3 separate regions of the Sus scrofa genome follow, and regions 2 and 3 are each linked to region 1. A link is a contact called in public Hi-C data. All regions are on one chromosome and are shown on one strand. The core of a region is the stretch at or near the end of the contact, and the rest is flanking DNA. Distances in the headings are between cores, read along the strand shown. Region 1 holds the start of NAA38 (N-alpha-acetyltransferase 38, NatC auxiliary subunit). Region 2 holds the start of POLR2A (DNA-directed RNA polymerase II subunit RPB1). Region 3 holds the start of TMEM102 (transmembrane protein 102).

Region 1 (2,933 bases), core at 328-2,827:
TTCAGGTTCTTCCCTTCATATTTCCATGTGTAGCTGGCGGCATGTGCATTATAGGGGAGATAGCGGTGTAGGATTTCCCACAATGATTCCAGAGCCCCCACCTGGAGAACAGAAAAGCAGCCCACCCCCAGTCTCCTGAGTGGAAAGCACCCATGTGCATACAGCTCGCGCGCGCGCCGCGCGCCGCGCGCACACACACACACAAAGCAAAGCAAAGGCCAGGAGCCCCAAAGATGATAGAGCTGGGATCAGAGTGCTTCCCTTGGCCGATAGTGGCTTAAGGCATTCCACAGTCCCAGAAATAAAGATGGAGCTCCAGCATGCAATGAATGGCCCCCAAATCCTACCAGCCTTTAGGGCAGCCACTTCTAATAAACAGTTGGCCCTAAAGTCACTGCCCCCTCACCTCATCTCCACAATAGAGCAGGCTAATAAGAGAGTCCACCTGCAACTGCTGTTCAAAATTCAACATGAACTTGGGAGGACCAAACTACGACGCCCAAACTACCCTGGACTTCTGAGGGAGTCTCTCACACCTTGTGGCTCAGCCACTCCTCGAATTGCTAACCCCGGGGACCTACATGGTCGTCTTCTTCCCTTGGTCACCCGTAAAAGCGGAAAAAAAATACAGCTGCCACTAGTTACGGAGAGCTGCTGGCCTGCAGATCTGCGAGGAGGTTTGCTGGGACTCCCAGTTCCTTCTCACCTGCCCCCAGGCACCAGTTCTCACCTCCAGCGTGTGTTCCTGCGACGTGAGCGTGTTAATGATGCGGATAGTCCGGGTCTTGGCGGACAGCCGCCCCACCTCGTAACGCGACCCCTGCCACCAAGGCTTCCCGAAATCATTGGCCCAGTCCGAACGCGGCAGCTGAGGTGGCACGTGCAGAAAGCGGCCCCAGGGGGTGCGGTATCTCAGGCAACCGGTCAGCGGATCTATGTGCTTGCGGATCTTTAAAGTAGGGTTTGGCGGAGGGGGGTCTGAGCAGTCACTATCTCGGGCTCCGGTCAGCCCCTCCGCCTCGTCCCCGCTCTACAGTGCCCCTCCCCCCAACCCCAGGTTCCAGCAGAACTCACGTCTCCGGTGTCTGGGTCGAACCAGTGGCTGATGTCCTGGCCCGCAACTTCCACGATGGGTTTCAGCAGCAGGTCTCCTGGGAAGGGGCATTCGTGTCAGTGCTAGACACCCAAGAACCAAGCACCCCCAAACGCACGCCCGACGCCGGCCCAAAAGTGCAGCCCTTACCCTTGTACTCCTGTGCCAACGGCGTCAGGTCGTACACGTTTCCCAGGTAAGACACCCAGAGGTCTTCCAGCTGGTTGTGTTGGGCCACCTCGGCCGGCGTGAAATAGCGACGCTGGAAATACTCAAAGTCTGGCCCGGCCACTAGGCCCCGGCGCAGCATGGCTCTCGCCCTCTCACCGGCTCCTTCAGTTGCGCTCTTGCTTTTCAGCGCGCACTCACTACCGCATCCTCCCTCTCGTCCGGGAACTAAGGAGAGGGCGTTTATCCGCTGACATGGAAACCATTGTCCTTTTCCGGCCACCGTCTGTCAAGATCAGACGCTGTGAGGGCGAGGTGGGGCTCACGGGAAACGTGGTCCGATTCCGACGTTGAAGTAATTGAGTGGTGTCCTCCGGAGTTCCGGGGGGAGGAAAAGACCCTCCGTTTTAATTTTGAGTGGCCTGGGCTATAGGGAGTGCTTGGGACGTACTATCTCGCGAGGCAGAAAAACAAGGGAGTGGGGAGTGCGATTAAGAAAAAAGGTATTCTCGCTTCCTTCCAGGGTTCCTAAAGGATATGTAAGAACCGAGAGAGGTGAAAACTTCTCGCGATATCTGAGGACATCCGGCGACCTAGACCTCAGCGAGCCGTTCGCCGAAGCAGGAGACGCTCGCGAGATCTCTGCAGTTGCCGAGGAGACGAGGAGGGGAGGTGATCTCGCGAAAGAAAACAGGTCGGGAGCGCTCGCGAGATCTCAGACCCCCCGGAGCCGAAAGGTTCTCAGCAAGTTGAAGGGCCTGGAGGAGGCCCGCGGACAAATGGCCGGAGCTGGACCAACTATGCTGCTACGAGAGGAGAATGGCTGTTGCAGCCGGCGTCAAAGCAGCTCCAGCGCCGGGGTTAGCGCGGGCTCGGGTTCTGGGATTGAGGGGCCGTCGGGGAGTAAAGTGGGAGGACGGAGGGAGAACTGCAGCTCCCGGCAGCCTCTGGGCTTCCTGCGAGCGCCCCGCGGGCTGTTGGGAGCTGTGGTTCCTCGGGCGGGCAGCAGCCGGGGCGGTGCGGTCTGAGCACATGTCCCGCCCCGCGCAGGACTCAGACGGGGAGCGCGAAGACTCGCCGTCTGCGCGCGCTAGGCAGCAGCTGGAGGCGCTGCTCAACAAGACTATGCGGATTCGCATGACAGATGGACGGACACTGGTCGGTTGCTTCCTCTGCACCGACCGCGACTGCAATGTTATCCTAGGCTCGGCGCAGGAGTTCCTCAAGCCGTCGGGTCAGTGCCTGGGGAATGCATACCCGCCTGGGAATGCCTCGGAGCATTTCCCCTTCAGGGCCTGGCTGTATCCCTCATTTTCGGGGGCCAGAAGCTGTAGCTCAGAAGGGGCGGGACCGACGCTGGCCTGCCTCCCTGATGCTCTGATCCTTCTTTCCAGATTCCTTCTCTGCCGGGGAACCCCGTGTGCTGGGCCTAGCTATGGTACCTGGACACCACATCGTTTCTATTGAGGTGCAAAGAGAGAGCCTGGCGGGGCCTCCCTATCTCTGAGCCCGACCGCGCATGCCTTTCAAACTTCATTAAACCTGTCACTGACATGGCCTGTGTCTGTGTGTGGTTGGGATGCGGGGGGCAAGGATTGCACACCTCCCCCCTAGAGGAAGAAGAGGTTTATCTGAGGTCGGGGGCACTCTCAGCGCTCCTTCCACGTCTAGT
Region 2 (3,148 bases), core at 287-2,786, 330 kb after region 1:
TCGATGTCACTCTCTTGCTTATAATTCTCCAATGGCTTCCTACTGAAAAAAGAGAATGAGATCCAGATGCTTTACCACAATTGACGACACCCCACCTGGCCTGTCCCACCTCATGCTTCTCTGGCCCATTTTATTTTTTCCTCCAAAAAAAGATGTTTTGCTTTCTTTTTAACATGGACACCCAATATTCGCTTATTCCAAACACTGCTGACCAGAAGTATGTAAACTAGACGCTGGAGTTCCTCCAGCCCATTTTATAATACTCTCCTCACCCACTTAAACTGACCGCTTTTCAGCCCACAGGGCACATCAAGTTAATCCCTCCCTCAGGCCCTTTGCACTTGCTCTTTCCTCTCCCTAAAGAGCTCTTGTCCTAGAATCCATGGACCCAGAGACTGGCTGCTTCTCATATTTTGGGTAATGTCACCGCCTCAGACAGGCCTTCCCAGACCCTGACACCACCCCATCCAAAGTAGCTCTCCCTCGATGGCTCTCCATCGCATTAAACCGTTTCACTTCACTCAAGGCACTTGCCATTCACAGAATGATCTTGCTCATTCATTTATTCGTGTTTACTGGCTGTCTCCCCTGCCCCTTCCCAAAGAATGTGCTCTAGGAGGCAGGGTCCTTGTCTTGTTCGGCTCGGCGTCCCCACCGTCTGTTATGTCTATCACGTAGCAGGTGCTCAATTAATACATGTAGAAGGGGGAGGGAAAAAAATCTGGGGCTCGGCTTCTCATCCAAACTTGCGAAGGCCCCCTAGGATCCGTGTGATCTCGTTTAAGGTCGGTCTCTTCCTCCTTCTCACCCTCCAGCCCCTCTCGCGGCCAGGCCCCCAGCCCGGAACAGCGCTAAGCTTGCTGACCCCTAGGAAAACTTAACTCTGGGGAGGCCGGGAAGCTGGACTCTGCAATGCCTTGGCGCCGCTAACCCATCTGCCCCGCCAGCCACGCTGGGCCAGCGAGCAGCGCCAAGTTTCCGCAGCTGCAGTCAAGCTCCGCCCGCAGCGCGGGAGGGAGAAAGAGTGGGAGGGTAGAGCCGCTTACCAGTTCATCCGGACTGAGGACGCCGAACTGCACTCGCTTGATGGTGCGCAGCGGGCATGCGCTGTCCCCGGAGGGGGGGCCACCCCCGTGCATCGCGGAGGCAGGCGCGCTGCGCAGGCGCAAACCTCACTACAAAAAGCCTGCGCCGCCTCCACCTAGGTGCTCAGACCCCGTCGGGGCGGCCGCCGGGAAGGACCTCCCCGAGTTGGGAGGAAAAAGCCGGAGGAGGGAAAGGTGGGGGAGGGAAGTAGGCGGGGAAACGAAAAGGGGCGAAAGGAGCTCTCCTCCGCCTTTCCGGAGGTTTTTCGTCTCCCGAAAAGAAAAAAAAAAGAGGAGGGGAAAGGGAAAGGTTTGGGGGAGGAAGAAGAAAAAGGGTAACGAATAAATAAGTAACCAGGCTCCTGAACGGCAGAGGTTACGGCAGTTTGTCTCTCCCCCTTCCGGGAGCCGCCTTCTTCTCCAACCGTCCCGGCCGCGCTCTCGGCGCTTCTGAGGAGCGAACCGGCCGAATGACGCCCTTTATAGATTCGCCCCGGCATTCCCCCGCCCCTTCCTTTCCCGCCCTCCTTTGCGCTACGGGGCCGCCTGCGCCGGCGTGCACGGGGCGCGCGCTTGAGGCGTTGATCCTCCCTCCCCGGCTCCCTGGTTGGGGTGACCTTTTGAAATGACAAGGGGGAAGGGAACGGTTTTTATCCCGTCGCCTCCCCTCCCTCCTCCCTCCTACACTGAGGTTTAAGGTTTAAAGGATCAAGGGTAAATATAGGCCGCTTTTATTCTCGTTCCGAGTGAGGTTTCATTTTCAGCCAAAGTTTCTCATTCATGTCACCCCCTTCACTGGAAAATGGTCTGTTCTGAGAATCGGTAATGAAGGAGGCGGGGCCGGTCGGATCCTCCCAAGTAGGTTCCCGAAGGGGGGAGTGCTGGGGGCCGTCCTTGGTCATGAATATGCAGTAGTCGCGCTGAATATGCAAGAACAGGTCAAGATGGCGAGGCCAATTGCTTGTCCGGAAGTAGCTGATATATGTCGAGCGGCCTCCTGAGACGAGTGGACATTTCCAGGCCTCTGACGGAGCGCTGTCCGGGGCTCTGGTTTAGGATCTCCGGCCTGCGCCGCTGCCAGAGGCCTCAGCTCAGAGGCCTGCTCCGGAAGGACGCTGGCCACTATCCGGGAGAGATCACGGGACCGCGACAATCCAGGAAAAGCAGATTAGCCATGGGGCGGGACGCAGAAGTCCTGGGGAACTCGGGGTCAAAGCCTCTGAACATGAGGAAATCCTCCCCCTTCTAGAATATCTCAAAAATAAGATGGTGGTAGAGGTGTGTGAGGATCCTAAGGGATTCTCCAATAAGAGCAGGGGGTAGGACTTCCACTGTCCTTCCAAAGCAGAGATGACACCAACTGCAGAGCCACATTCAGAGTGATCCTTGTTTGATGTCAATATCACGTCACCACACCAAGGTGGGAGGGGGGAGCATAACCACGAGGAAGGGAAACCAACGCTCAGAGGGGAAAAAAAAAAGGCATACTCCCTTCCGCCAGCACAGCTGCTTGATCTGCCTGAAAGCCCCAGTCACTCCAGCCCCAGTGCTCTTCTCTCTCTGCTGCCGAGGGAAAAATCCTCCCAGTGGCTCATGGCCTACCTGCTTCAGCCCCTTTGATCTGCTCTTCAGATGTCACCCCTTAGTTCTGCCCTGATCCCAAGCCCCAGCCTAGATTCCAAATATGTTGATCTCCAGGCTGGTTCCAGGTTTTCTAGGTAGTCCCTTCCTACCTCCTACCAAGTCCCCGGGTCACCCTTGACTCCAAGGGGTGTCCTTCTCCCACACCAGTTCTTTCACATGTTTGTATTCCAGTCTTTCCTTATATTTACCCCTGCCCACCCCCCACCCCCAGGCTCTCAGGTTCGATCTCACTCCTCCACTTGCCCTTCCCTCTCACAGCTGAGGTTCTGGGCAGTGATGATGGCAATGCTGCCCAACACGACCCCTGCCCCCATGATGTCCGAAGGTGCCACGGTCTCATAGAGCACGTAATACTGCAGCATCAGGGCCACCACCACCTCAGAATGCAGGACGGCGCACACCAGGGCGGGATGGGCCTT
Region 3 (2,901 bases), core at 172-2,671, 370 kb after region 1:
CCGTGCGGCTGGTCCACAGAGGTTTTCGGGTCCTTGAGACTTTCTTCACTTTGGGTTGGGTGGATGGAATCACCTTCTCCGGGGACTGGGGGTCCTAGGCAATCCTGCCATGCCTCCCTGATGGAGGCTCCGCGTACCTGCTCTGGGAGGCAGACCCATGCGTAACAGGATCCCACGTCCAGTTGCAGCTCCTGCCAGTGTCGTCTAGTGAAAACACGGGCACCAGGAGCGTGAAGCCGGTGTCATAGTGAGGTCCCCGGGCGTAGGGACCTAGAGGCGTAGGCCCCAGATCCAGGGAGCCCTCGCGAATTCCGCCACGAAGCAGCAAGAGCTCTGCCTGGGGAGGAAAGCGAGGGTCCCGACGGTGAATGAGACCTAAGGAAAGAGAAGGGATCGTGAGGGCGTGAACCAAAGCTGGGGCGGGGCGGGGCTGAGAGCTGCCAAAGGTTAGGGTTACTTACCCAGCAAAGAGAAAACAAAGTCCTTAGCCTGGAGGAGGTCTGGTCCCGGCTTGGGCCCGTCACTCCAGCTCTCCTGCACACCCAGCTCCTGGATCAGCTGGGTTAGTTCTTGCAGCTGGGCACCAGAGCAGAAGTCTATGTCCGTGAGCGGCCGGGCTGGGGCTGGGGGCGGTGGGCCCCACCAAGGAGCACTCCCCCAGACGGCGGAAGCCATTCTGTCTTTTGGGGGGGGCGGCTAGGAGGTACACCGACGGAGGGAAGCCCAGACAGGTCTCTCCTTCTGCTGCAGAGAAGTCGCCCCCGTTTTTTCTCTTTTTCCGAGCACTGGGGTCTGCAGGTGAAGGGCTCTAAATTTAGTCTGGAAAACGAACAAATAAATACCTCCTATGTCCTTTTCCTTTTCTCATATGCTGGTCCCCGCCCCGATGGACCGGTTCACCTGACTCAGCAGGTAAAAAGTAGCTGTTGGAGCCCTCCTGCGGAATGCAATAGCCAGTCTCCTCCGCCGCCCTTGTCTACCTCCCCTTACCTCTTTTTCGGAAGAGGCTTGTGGTTTGCGGCTTCCCTCTTACGGGTAGCTGCAAGGGCCGGGGGAGAAAAAAAAATGGATAGAGCGAGTCAACAGGTAACTTCTTCCTGCTGCCCACGAGGCCACGCCCCTAAATTACGATCACGCCCCTTTCTGGAGGCTGTCGGGGCGGTTCGGGCCCCGCCCAGCCTCCAGCCGAGTTCACTCCTTTTTTTCGCTCGACTGAGATCTCAAGGCCATCCTGGGAGTTGTAGTTTGTCTTCCAAGCTACCAGGGCGTTGGGGCCACGCCCCCACATCCTTTCCTGTTCCGTTGAAGAAGTGCCTGATGGAAGTTGTAGTTTCTATGGCGATAAACTGTTCTGTGTCTTTCCAAGCCCAGGTCAACCCCACTCAAACTCGTGGAGTTAGAGCGGAGGTGTAATAGGATGGATCTGAATAGCAAACAATAATGGGGACAAGAGTTCCCTTCGTGGCTCGGCAGTTAACGATACCAACTAGGATCCATGAGTATGTAGGTTCGATCCCTGGCATCGCTCAGTGGGTTAAGGATTCGGCGTTGCTGTGAGCCTGTGGTGTAGGTGGCAGATGCGGCTCAGATCTCGCGTTGTTGTGGCTGTGGTGTAGGCCGACGGCTACAGCTCTGATTCGACCCTTAGCCTGGGAACCTCCATATGCCACAGGTGTGGCCCTAAAATGCCAAAAAATAAAATAAAATAAAAACTGTGGGGGACGTACCCTAGGGCCTGGGGAGAAACAAGGGCCTTTAAGTCTCACGTGTCAGTAGAGGAGTCCTGGTCACCTAAATCTAGAAGGGTTCTTCCATTCAGTTCTCACTTCATTTTATTTTATTTTATTTTTCTCTTTCTGCTTTTCTAGGGCTGCTCCCGCAGCACATGGAGGTTCCCAGACTAGGGGTCAAATCGGAGCTGTAGCCGCCGGCCTACACCAGAGCCACAGCAGCGCAGGATCTGAGCCATGTCTGCGACCTATACCACAGCTCATGGCAACGCCGGAGCCTTAACCCACTGAACAAGGCCAGGGATCGAACCCGCAACCTCATGGTTCCTAGTCGAATTCGTTAACCACTGAGCCACGAGGGGAACTCCTCGCATTTCGTTTTAGAGATGAGACAATAGCCTTGAAAGCCTTGCACATGACTTGTCCAAGGTCAGAGCCGAGCCAGAGAGGTGTTGGAAGGGGACTCTCCAGCTGCATGGGGACATAGCACTTGGAATTGATGATAGAAGTGTTAGTTAAGACCATACAGGTAGCGACCCAGGGATGGACATCCAACTCAGGGAAGGGACATATATGAGCGATGCCCGCCTCCGACACACATGAATGGTGGCAGGGAAAACACTTTGGAATCTTGCAGCTCATCTGTATACACGGAAGAGTTACCAGGACTGAAGATCAAGTCCAGAGGAACCTCCCAGCTGGGCTAGAGCAGGACAATGGAAAATTATCAGGGGAAGGAAATTGCTTTCAGTGACCAGTGCTATCATGAGCACAGTTTAAGTCCAGGATAAAACTAGGAGCCAGAAAAATAGGACAGAAAGATAGGAAACCAGAGGTAGGCTCACAGATCAGACCAATTCATGCTATGCCAGGAATTCTTTTTTTTTTTTTTTTTTTTTGTCTTTTTAGGGCCACGCCTGTGGCATACAGAGGTTCCCAGGCTAGGGTCTAATTAGAGCTGTAGCTGCTGGCCTACACCACAGCCACAGCAATGTCAGATCCGAGCCACATCTTTGACTACACCACAGCTCACAGCCACGCCGGATCCTTAACCCACAGAGCAAGACCAAGGATCGAACCCACAACCTCATGGTTCCCAGTCGGATTTGTTTCTGTTGCGGCACGACGGGAACCCCTAGACCAGGAATTCTTATCTTCCTTTTTCCCAGAG

The links. A called contact is a pair of places that touch in the nucleus more often than the background predicts.
Region 2: a contact with region 1 is called in a Hi-C map of liver, with 4 times the contacts expected there. The contact joins the promoter of POLR2A here to the promoter of NAA38 in region 1. A contact is called at or near these places in 3 of 47 Hi-C or Micro-C datasets (liver and skeletal muscle).
Region 3: a Hi-C map of liver shows a contact between it and region 1, with 4 times the contacts expected there. The contact joins the promoter of TMEM102 here to the promoter of NAA38 in region 1. A contact is called at or near these places in 1 of 5 promoter capture datasets (liver) and 2 of 47 Hi-C or Micro-C datasets (liver and skeletal muscle).

The regions. Positions count from the first base shown.
Region 1 is chr12:53,111,131-53,114,063 of Sscrofa11.1, reverse strand. It overlaps NAA38 (N-alpha-acetyltransferase 38, NatC auxiliary subunit), which reads left to right and starts at 1,577. Exons shown (of 4, transcript XM_013990020.1): 1 at 1,577-1,616; 2 at 1,785-2,121; 3 at 2,312-2,495; 4 at 2,656-2,815. The coding sequence starts at 2,041. The coding sequence ends at 2,768.
Region 2 is chr12:52,778,221-52,781,368 of Sscrofa11.1, reverse strand. POLR2A (DNA-directed RNA polymerase II subunit RPB1) reads right to left here and starts at 1,536. Exons shown (of 31, transcript XM_021067825.1): 1 at 1,047-1,536. The coding sequence starts at 1,139. It overlaps SLC35G6 (solute carrier family 35 member G6), which reads right to left. Exons shown (of 3, transcript XM_003483096.4): 3 at 1,794-3,148. The coding sequence ends at 2,957.
Region 3 is chr12:52,737,462-52,740,362 of Sscrofa11.1, reverse strand. TMEM102 (transmembrane protein 102) reads right to left here and starts at 1,421. Exons shown (of 9, transcript XM_021067827.1): 1 at 462-1,421; 2 at 197-375; 3 at 1-194. The coding sequence starts at 675.